3 separate regions of the Danio rerio genome follow, and regions 1 and 2 are each linked to region 3. The links are chromatin contacts, called in public Hi-C and HiCAR-type maps. All regions are on one chromosome and are shown on one strand. The core of a region is the stretch at or near the end of the contact, and the rest is flanking DNA. Distances in the headings are between cores, read along the strand shown. Region 1 has its middle 62 kb from the start of tspan18b. Region 2 has its middle 63 kb from the start of cd82b. Region 3 overlaps tspan18b (tetraspanin 18b).

Region 1 (3,598 bases), core at 953-3,452, 140 kb after region 3:
AATTGCCAAAGTGGTAAGCATATTTTATTATACGTCATTAAGCTAAAAATATTTTTGTATTATAACTTATAATTGTGTATGAGTTACTGGACAGCTTCTGAAGGTTGAGTAAAGAAGCAAAACACATTTTCACCAGTTTTAAAGACATGTCGGGAGTAAAGAGATATTTTTTTGCTATCAGAAAACTACGATTTTGCAAGGTAACAGACGCATGCCTATTAAAAGACACTGGAAGAATTAGTGAATGTTGAAATGCATGCCATCAATTTGACCGGTATGGCCATTCAAGTTAGAAATTCTCAAAACTCCTTTAATGTTAGAATTAAAGTGAGGGGAGGCACAATGTGTCTAAACAAAACATCAGAGATAAGCCGAGAGTCAGTTGCACTGTTAGCATCATGTCATGAGAACTGGGGGAGAATGTGAGAATAAACCATAGTGACATGTGGAGGAGTATGTGTTATGTATGTCAGGAGTCAGGCTGAGGTTAAGGGTGAGGGGGAGGTAATCTGAGGTTTGCAGTGGAGTAGCAATAGCATTATCAGTAGAGCAGTGGCATGTGTAAATAAGGTTTGATGGGTTGCCTGATCTGTAAGAAGCCATGGTACACACTCTCCTGAGATTTTTTTCAGAGGCAAGCAGAGATGGAAGTCTGCAGCCTGAGATTTATCTAGGTTGAGTCTTCAAGCATCAGAGGAAGGTTGAAAAAAAAAATACTTCCAAATCCTCCATATAGTTTCCTAGCAAATGATTAGGGATGAGCATCATTTACTGCTTATCATCTCCATGAAATCCACAACAAATGAACACAACTGTCCAATGCAAAAGTGAGGGGGATAATTACATGTTTATAGTACATTACATTACAATCAATCACTAAAAACAGATGTGAACTTGAGCTGTGAATGCTAAACCTAATAATAACCTCTCGTTTTATTTGATGAATACAAACACAAAATGCTCCTTCAAAGAAAATTAAACTCATCTGTCGAAAAACGTAAAAAAAAAATAAATTATTAAAAAAGTGAGACTTGGCAGAACTTTAAGAACTGGATAAATGTAAAAGTCTGTGAGCAGAGGGAGATGAAGGAAATTAGAATGTGTGATTCTTCATTATCAACACAAGATCATCAAAGTAATCTACTGTCTAACATTTTTCATTTTCAGAGACCGCTGTAAAGATTTAATTAGTTTGACAGTGCAACACAAAACTACAGTTGTCAACATTCAGTGGATAAAAATCTTTCTTCAAAAACCTATTAAACATCCATTTTTAAAAAAATAATGTTTTTTGATCCATTTGATTATTGTAACTATAGGATGTTTTAACTTCTGCACTGCTGGTGCACCCCTGGTCTCTCATACATAAAATTTGCATAGAAATTCAACATACAACAGAATACATTTATTTATTACAGATTTTTATTAAAAGTTTGTTCATAATTGGCTTTAAAAAGGTTCAATTAATTCAAAATGTAAGTTACATATGTTAGAGTTTAATAAACAAATAAATAGAAAAAAGTCTGTTAATGAACAAATAATGTTAACTTCCATATTTTTAAGTATTTTCTATTTTTTTACGGTTGTGAATTGCATTATAGGACCATAGGTAACATTTATAGATATATTTTTGAAGTTGAAGATTGAAATAACATATTGTATTAGAAATAATATATACTGTCTGTAAAATAAAGAATGTACTGACAGCTCCTTACAAGGTTTTTGTAATATACAACACCAACCCGACAATATATCAATTTAAACGATTACAAATCTTAATAAAAATACTTATTGAAGGTTAAAGGATACTAGAAGAAAGATCAAGGCCTCGTATTGCAATTTAACAGCGTAAATAAAAGGGAAAATTGTGCAAATTAAAACAGGAATCACAAAATATGGAAAATTGCTAATATAGATATTTTTTAAGTGCATATCCCAACTTTTGCATGGGATGTGGCATACGCACGATTCTACTCCATTTTGTACATTTGCCACGTTTATAGATTGCCGGTGATTGGAGCTGAAATGCTACTGACATTTAAGCATTCAGTCAGTTGCTATTCTGCTTCTATCTCTATTTACACATTCTCCTTATTCTGTCTATAATCTCTGAAACATCCAGCTTGAAATGATTTGTAGGGAGTGCACAGATTTGGATGAGCTGGACGAAATTTCCACTCTCCCTGGTGCCATTGCACATGTGCTGAACTACTGAGCCAAGAGGAGCCAATGCCTGGCAGACAGACAGCACCAGCTTCCACTGTCCACTCTCTCATCGCAGCACGCTACTTCTCATCAGAAGCATGAGGAAAAGATTTGAACAGCTTTATTTCTGCTCATTTAGTCAGTGTAAAGTCATTATGAGCAGATTTGCAGTCGCATTGCCTCTAACCGCTTTCTGGAAGACCTCTTTTCCCAAATACTCTCTGTAATCACGCTCTCTGTTGATCTTTTCCTGTCTGTTTATTTCTGTTTTCTGTTATCACCCTCTCTCCTTTCTCCTTCAGCGTATCACTCCTCTTTTCACTTTCGTCCATTCATTTTCCCTTCTCTTTCTCTCTGACAGCAGCGGTCAGACAGCCTGGCTTTAATAGAATCCAGATGAGCTAGAAAAACAGAGTGCGGAGAGGGGCCCATTAAAGTGTGGGTGCTGTCATCATTCCACACGTGCTTCTACAGTATGAGCTTTACACCGCACAGTGTGTGTGTGTACGTGTGTTTGTGTATCTGCATATGCTTCTTCAATCAGACAGTCCATAAAATTATGTCATGATTGATTTACAGTCACTCTGAAGCAAATGAAATCTGTTTGATTTTCTGTCAAGTCCCACTGGAGTCAAAGTCAGTCCTGTGGACTGACATTTAGCTGATCTGAAACATTCTGGGAATGCAGAAAATGCACAAGGCAGATACAGAGCGAGAACCCACTTTTTAAATGGAGTACAAGCGTATTAGTTGGGCTTTAAAAATCATTTTTAAAAGATCATTCAAAAAAATTGTTTTTGTTGAACATAAATTATATTTTAAAGATGTTTTATTTAAATAGAATACAATGAAATTCTGTGAAAAGCCTTTCACTTTGGCCCCAGCAAGCATTGTTTGTTTTCAAAAGATGTCTAATAGATGTAGAGTATCATAGATGTCTAAGCATAGTCGTCTTGGCTAAAACAAAGCTAAATTTGGACTGTGAGTGAAAATCTAATAGACATCTAAGAATAGGGCAAAACTAGACTAGTCATCAAATAAACATAAATGACTGACTACACAGTCTGTTTAATCAGTCTATTTTATGACTAGTCTAGATTTGGGCTATTCTTAGATATCTATTAGATTTTCACTGAAAGCCCAAGTTTAGCCTTGTTTTAGCCAAGTTGTCTACGTTTAGATGTCTACGGGATGTCTATTAATAACAAAATTGTTTTCTGGGTCCAGTCATCTTAACTGAAAAAGTAGACACCCATTTCTTATTTTTTTAAATGAAAAGAGTACACAAAAGCACTAGCATTCCTTAGTCTAGTGCTATTCTAGCTTGTATTCATGAACATACAGATTTGCCACCAAAAATACTGTCAGTCTGAAATCTGAGAGAAATTGGGAG
Region 2 (3,845 bases), core at 882-3,381, 180 kb after region 3:
CATTAAATGGCCAAAAGAAATTACCACTGTCAGGATTTGCTAAATGGTGAAGCCCGGTGCACAGGACCGGATGTGCACAACACATTTGTCACCAGTCATAATGTGCAGGTATGCAAAAGTAATGCTAATCACGTTATCGGCGACACAGCGGAGAAATTGTCAAGCGGTTGAACATTGATAAAGGAGCTGCACAGACTGCATTCACATTCAACCCACAGAGGTACAAATGTGAGAGGGAAAAAACCCTGATTCAACAAATTCTTTCACCTATTTTACAGAGGAAATGTGGGCATTCATTTCAGAGTTATCAGCAGAGTCAGCTAATTTGATGTGTAACTGTGGAGATCCTGCAAAAGCAGAGAGCTGGAAAACCGCAGCCCGATGGCCTTGACCATCACTTCATGCAGATTTATAATACACATGTGCATACAGTAGCAAAGGGTCTTTCTGCTTGTTTTAGTCTTTTGAGTTGTTAACAGCAGTTCTTCTCTTACTTTATGAAATCAGACTTATGTTCACAGTTAAAATTAATAGAATAAACATTTATTTTTTTTAAACACTGATTTTAACAGTACTTTCCTTTTAAATGTCATTTCCTTTTTCAGTATGAACTCTGAAATACAATCTGATGAACAATGTGTACTTAAAAATAATAGTAGTATTATAATTTTATTGATCAACATTCAGGAAACTCAACAGGGTTTTTGCATTTATATAACATGTGTTACTTGATTTCAAATAAATGTTTATGAAAATACTATCAAAAACATTTCTGTCACATTTTATTTTAAGGTACTATTCTAACTATTAATGACCCATTGACTTATGCATCAATCAATCATTTTCATTCTTATTAGTAATCACTAAATGATTAGGAACATAAAATGATATCTTATGAAAAATAATTACTTTAGAAGTATAAACAAACAGCCAGGAACTTAATAATAGGCATGGTGCCAAAAAATGTTTAATGTTTCCCTTTCTTGTCTAGCAGCTAATAATTTATAAATTAATTAATAAATAGATTTTTTATATATATATATATATATATATATATATATATATATATATATATATATATATATATATATATATATATATATATAATATATATATATATATATATATATATATATATATATATATATATATATATATATATATATATATAATACTGTATAATAAATAACTAAAATATGTGTATATATGTATTTTAGAAACAGAAATGTCAGATTTAGAGTTTTGGTGCAACTGTTTTCTTGTGAAAACCTGCCGTCCAGACTGATCTAGATTGCTCTAATTTTCTAATTTCCCCTTCAAACTTTCAAACTACATGACAAAACTGTTTCTTGATTTGACACAAAAATGTGTGCTGAGCAAGATTAATAACCATCCGCTTGTTAAGTGGTGACGTGTTTTTGACGTATGTAATACTGTTTCCGGGTCCACTTGAGTGGAGAAATCCTTAGTTTATGATCACGTTTTATTCCTATCACACATTAAAGTTAATTTTACATAAAGTCACAGTGTACACAACAATCTCTGGGCTTGCTGCATAACAAATACCAAAAAATGTACAATTTATAAAACAATTAATAACTTTCTGGCCATCGGATATTAGCCATGGACATATAAACTGTGATCGTGATTTTCGAAAGCATTAAATCACTTTGTAAACGTTTATTATTACCATTTCATGAGTCTCCCCATTCAGTTGAATAGAGCGCTTGGACCCAGAAGCCGCTTCGCGTGACGTCACACTTAACAAGCGGATACACTTCATTGAGATGAGAAGTCAGTTTATCAGTTCAATATATTGTAAGTGCTGACCAATTCAGCTCCAATTCCAACTCAATGACATTTTAATGCATAATCCATTATTTTTTTTTCCAATATAGCAAACGTAATTTAACAACCAATGGGATAAAGTCCAAAGTCCATTAAGGGTAACTCCTGTGTTTGTTACATAAATGAATACCCACAGAAATGTTACTGTTGTGTAAACATTAATGTTCACTTACAGTAAAGACTTTTGCTTTATAAGTGTGTCATTGGCAGGATCTGTGAGTCAAAGCAGCTGAAAACAGGACGTCAAGTATGGGCGTCTCCGGCAGGATGAGGAAGAGGCCCGCAGGTGAAATGAGTAAAACCATTTCCAGGAAAAAAAACTGGAAAAGAGCACAAGTTGAGGATGCAGCACACATATAGGGCCAACTTTCAGATTCTGTCACAAGTCAGTTCAAGGATTCACTTTCCAGCCTCTGTCCTTAAGGGATGATTCACTGAAAAATAACAAAAAACTCAAACGTGTTTGAAACCCCTAAACGATGCATAAATGATTTTTGGGTGAACTATCCCTTTAACACAAGTGTATAGATAGAAGTGTATAAATAGTAATGATTTACGTATAATAATAGAAACGTGTGTGTGTGTGTGTGTGTGTCTGTTTGAAACAATAAGCAAGAAGCAAAAAGGTTTACTCTAAAATGAGAATGAATTCACTATTTACTCATTCAAATGTAAAGGTAGGAAGGAAGGAAGGAAGGAAGAAAGGAAGTAAGAAAGGAAGAAAGGAAGGAAAAAAGTTACATTGTTTCATTGTTTAATTTTTCAGTACAGTGCGTGTTGTAATTTTGATTGTTCTAAAAACAACCCTAATATTATTTTGTGGTACAGTGCTATATATTCTGCTTGTTTTACCTTGTGCAGTGGCTAACATTAAACATTACTGCCGTTTAACATATTACATTTCATCAATGAAGCAAGATTTTGCATATTTCTAGCTTGAATTGTTGAATGGTGTTTCTGTCTCATATCACTTTAGCAGGTTTTAACACTACTGTTTGCATGTATGAACATGCTGCCAGCATTTTGAGCATGTCCAACACATTTAAAGGGCCATGAAACCCCCCTGTTTCAGCAGGGTGTTTTCACACCTCTAGTTTGGAAAAAGTCAGGAAAGTGGGTGTGTCAAGTTCTGTTAAGGTGGGAGTGTCCGGGGAGGGAAAGAGGGAAGGATTTGGATAAAAATGGGAGTTTCCATTTGGGCACGCGCTGATTTTCACCGAGGCAAAACAAACACACAGACGCAGGGGAGAAAGACAGTGACTGCGTTTAATGACACTGGAATGTTTGATACCTCACATCATATAAGTAAAAAAAAAACTCATTTTTCGGTAACTCAGATGCACTCGGTAGGTCAGAAAGCTGCTTAGTTAAAGCATATGTTTCCAGCTGCAACTCAACACTGGAAAACACCCACACAATCTTGCACACACTCACATACACTACGGACAATTTAGCTTATTCATTTCACCTATACCACATGTCAGGTGAAAATGGAGGAAACCCACACAAACATGGGGAGAACATGCAAACTCCACACAGAAATGCCAACTGACACAGCCAGGGCTCGAACCAGCAACCTTCTAGCTGTGAGGCGATTGTGTTACCCACTGCACCACCGTGCTGCCCTCCAATATATATATTTAGGATAATGTTATCTGAGAACTTCCTGACCCCGGAGCTTCACATGCCGTTTATACAGATTACTGAAAGCAATGGATTTGCTACTTTGTACTATTTATTTTAAGTAAAATCACTGTCCATTGAGACTATAATCATCTTTTTTTTTTTTTAATGCATTCAAAAATATAAACACATTCTCTCATTGACTGCGTGATTGATTGTGACTCATTTTAATTCAGCAATTTATGTTTTAAAAGCAAATTAAAATACAAAAAAGTAACTCGCATTACAGTTTCAAAAAGTAACTCCAATATTATTTTATTATGAATTACTGGTTACTTGAAAAATGGTAACACTTTACAATAATAGTACATGAA
Region 3 (3,569 bases), core at 23-2,522:
AATTAAGATCTTTTTTTTTAAAAATGATTTAAGATCTACAACACAATATTTTAGTGAATTTAAGACTTTTAGGGCCTAAAATTTAGTTTTTGAAAGTTAAGACATTTTAAGACTTTTTTAAACTCCATGGACACCCTTTCTGAGATAATAATGAAGAGAATTGATATAATGTAATAGCGTACCTCGATCGTGAGCACAACAATAGCCAGGGCACCAGCAACATAGATGTACATCTCAAAGTAGTCCACAACCGCTGAATAACAGCCCTGCAGATCAACAAAAACACAACATTATTAGTCTGTACAGTAATGTAAAATATACGAAGAGATCAGATGCAAAAACCTCAAAAAGTGCCATCTGAGGTTTGTGCATCTGAACTCTACATTAAATTGTTTTGAAATCTAGAAAAAAACAAGATATACATGTCTTAATTTAACACGATTTGAAGCTTAATTATGAATAACTTTTGAGCTTCAATTATTATTCAGTGAATATCGTTCATTGTATTCTAATTTGTAAACTAATTTGTTTTTGCAGCTTAATATTGTTTCTGTACTGTAATCATGTAGGATTCTTTGATGAATAGAAAGCGTGGTTCTTTTTTTTAATCTTTATAAAATTGTCGGTTTTAAACTGAATGCATCTAAAAGTGAAACAAAAAAGTATTTATTTGTCTTTGATGACTGGTGTGCTTGCTAGTCAACAGCATAAATACAACAAACTAACCGAAAATGAATCCTTGTTAAAGGACTATAGGCAATATAGACATACAGTTACAGCATGACTTTATTTACAGCTGCTTTGAAATGATGGGCAATGAAAAGAAAGAATTGATCTGGACTTAATAATGATCTGCTCTGTATGACAGAGACTTACACAGCTACCAAATACCTCCCGGACTTGGAATAAAGCACTTTTATTATAATCATTTTTGAGTCTAAGCAGCTGTGACCACATTGAACTTTCTAATGAGTCAAAACATCTCATTGTGTATTTTGTAGATGCTACTCATATGGGCTTAGAATTAAATGAGAGTGACGAAATGAACAAATCTAGATTTTTAATGACATGTTATGAGTCTAAATAACAAGAAATGTTTTTTTCAGTTCAGTCGTCCACTACAGGGCTGAAAACCAATGTGAGCCCTTACATAAAATGAACAAGCATCGCTCGCTTTCGCAGAAACACTCACATTCCCCAGACACTGAGAGCATGGAAAAGCACTAGTCAGCACTACTGAAGTTACCTCTTCCTGTTTTTCTGCTCTGCTTGAATCTGAGCTAGCTTTGGAGCAGGCTGAGGGGATGTGACGTACTCTACCTTGTTGTTCCGGTACAGCATGCTGCCCGACAGGCATTCCTCCCGGTTACTGAAGCCTGATTCTCCAACATGATTATTCCTCCGGCAGCAGGCCTCCGGCACCATTTCACTAGGGTTTATGATCCTGAAGATGCTTTCCTCAAAGTCTTCTGGACTGTTCACTCCACAGCAGTCAAACTAGAGAAACGCAAAGAAGGACAAATTTGACTTTAAATGAGACAGATTTCAGCTTGGCTGAATGTTGAAGCTGTGCTTAAAGCTTAGTTTACTCCGAAAAAAAAGTAATGGCATTATTTTTGCTCAAACTTGTGAAGTTCAAAACCTAAGACATCTATTTAGCTTCAGAACATTCAGATCTTCATGGTCTCTTTAAAGAATGTCTACTAAAACTACTTGTTACTACTACTCTTCGACTTACGTCTATGCAAAACAAAAATACATTGCTCCGGGTATGTTTTGTTGCACATTTCAGAAACAAATCCACTAGAGGGCACTGTGTTCATTTTTGTAAAAAAGGCAGGGCTTGATGTACAGATCCTTTAGTGAACAACTTATCTAAACCCTTACTTAAATGCAACCAATAGTGTTTTTAAAACAAATGTAAAAACGTGCTCCATATCCATGTAGCTTTACCTTGATTTTACATTGCTTTTATATGTTTTGGGGAAGCTTGCTTCTTCAGAAACAATCCTGAGTGCTCTGAATCACAAATACAACCCCGTACAAAGTGAGCTACAGGGCAAACTGACCACACCGTAAATGTTGGAAAATGTATTCGATTACAAATCATAAACACTGTTAAGTTGTTTTGTGGTATATATTTGGTGTTACGCCAAATAATCCTTTATTTGTTGATAACGTCCAAGTAACTATCATTAGTGTGAAATGAAACAACATTTGTTGGCATCATACTGGCCAATGGCATTCAATTTTCCTAGAAACTGAAGTCAAATGAATGTTTAAATCACTTTTATAAAAAATATATATGCTAACGTTTGTGAGTTTCTATTGAAAAAGTAAATCAAGGGCTTCAAAACAAGACCACTGTTTTAGAAAATGTAGCTTTTATTAGCATTTGAATATTGATCAGTAAACACAAACAGAAGCTCAATAATACATGTCTGATAGACAAGATCAAATCTGACTGATTGTTTTAGAAGCTCTAACCTGCTGTGTGACTCAGAGGAATGGACTTTGGTGGTTCTTGGCACATTAAATAAACATGCCTGAGCTTATTTGACCTAATTTTATAGCTGTGAACATTGGTAGCAGAAAAATGTTTTAATGCGAATAAAAGTATCATTTAAAACAGCACATTGTTTCTTTTCCGATGACTTGGATTAAATGCGCTATATGAAAGTTTTTAACTCTTCTAAAGCATAAAAATAACATAATGTGTGTGCAGATGTTTAAGAAACATGCTAAGTGATCATTCTTGTTTATCTGATAAACAATGCTGAAGTCAGATATTCTGCTTTGAAAATGTGAGCTGCGTGCCGAAATGTCTTTCTTTGTGTTGGTCCTTTCACCTGGCCCACTGCCAAATTAGCCAATTATATGTCAGCGTCTACATGTGGTGGTTATTAATTAGCAAATAAAATAAATATTACAAACATTGAGCAGGTTACATAGTGTAACCCTGTATCCTAACAACACGCTACGTGATGAGATTTGCAGTGATAAGCAATTTGGCTGTTTGCACCAGATGAAACAAGACAGTAATTTAAATATAGCCATTCAGAAGCATAGAATAGTGCACTTACTGCACTCCAACAAAATAGTAAGGTTTATAATCTAATCTTTAACATTATTAAATGTACGTGCTGAATCATTAATATTTGTTGGCTTTCATTGAGTCACAGTTCTAAAGATCAATTTCAAATGGTTCATTTTATTTCATATTATATATATCATATATTCATTTTAGTTCATATTATTTTTATTTAAGATCTGAGGTGAACTATCTGCTGCTGATATTTTTAGAAGTGTGGCAATAAATGGCATGTAAAATAAATTTATATTATTAGCATTTAACACTAAATAAAAGCACATAAGGTGTACCTAAGGAGATCAGTAGCTATGTTTACATCCAAACATGCTAATGAACTTTATGCACAAAACTAAATTATCGCATAAAAGATGTGCAAATAAAGCAGTGTTTCCATCCAATGAGTCAAAGCGAACAAAATCGTCACTTCCTGATTAACTGGCGCCAAATATCAAAGGTAAAAATGGAATTTTGCAGCAGT

The links. A called contact is a pair of places that touch in the nucleus more often than the background predicts. HiCAR-type assays count read pairs that join an accessible place to other places.
Region 1: a contact with region 3 is called in a Hi-C map of an unstated tissue, with 1.9 times the contacts expected there. The contact joins two enhancer-like sites. A contact is called at or near these places in 1 of 18 Hi-C or Micro-C datasets (an unstated tissue) and 1 of 4 datasets of contacts at active chromatin or transcription factors (caudal fin).
Region 2: a contact with region 3 is called in a HiCAR-type map of caudal fin, with 13 times the contacts expected there. The contact joins two enhancer-like sites. A contact is called at or near these places in 9 of 18 Hi-C or Micro-C datasets (caudal fin, embryo, fibroblasts and 2 more) and 1 of 4 datasets of contacts at active chromatin or transcription factors (caudal fin).

What each region holds. Positions count from the first base shown.
Region 1 is chr18:29,111,560-29,115,157 of GRCz12tu, reverse strand. No RefSeq gene overlaps it. Among named protein-coding and RNA genes, the nearest start is that of tspan18b, 62 kb to the left of the region's middle. Within about 2 kb of position 2,202, at least 14 of the 62 cell types and tissues checked have an H3K27ac peak or open chromatin away from gene starts, as enhancers often do.
Region 2 is chr18:29,074,462-29,078,306 of GRCz12tu, reverse strand. No RefSeq gene overlaps it. Among named protein-coding and RNA genes, the nearest start is that of cd82b, 63 kb to the right of the region's middle. Within about 2 kb of position 2,131, at least 2 of the 62 cell types and tissues checked have an H3K27ac peak or open chromatin away from gene starts, as enhancers often do. A contact at or near this core is called in caudal fin, where this site is marked.
Region 3 is chr18:29,250,979-29,254,547 of GRCz12tu, reverse strand. It overlaps tspan18b (tetraspanin 18b), which reads right to left. Exons shown (of 9, transcript NM_001002439.2): 7 at 1,321-1,497; 8 at 183-266. Among named protein-coding and RNA genes, the nearest start is that of tspan18b, 78 kb to the right of the region's middle. Within about 2 kb of position 1,272, at least 17 of the 62 cell types and tissues checked have an H3K27ac peak or open chromatin away from gene starts, as enhancers often do. A contact at or near this core is called in caudal fin, where this site is marked.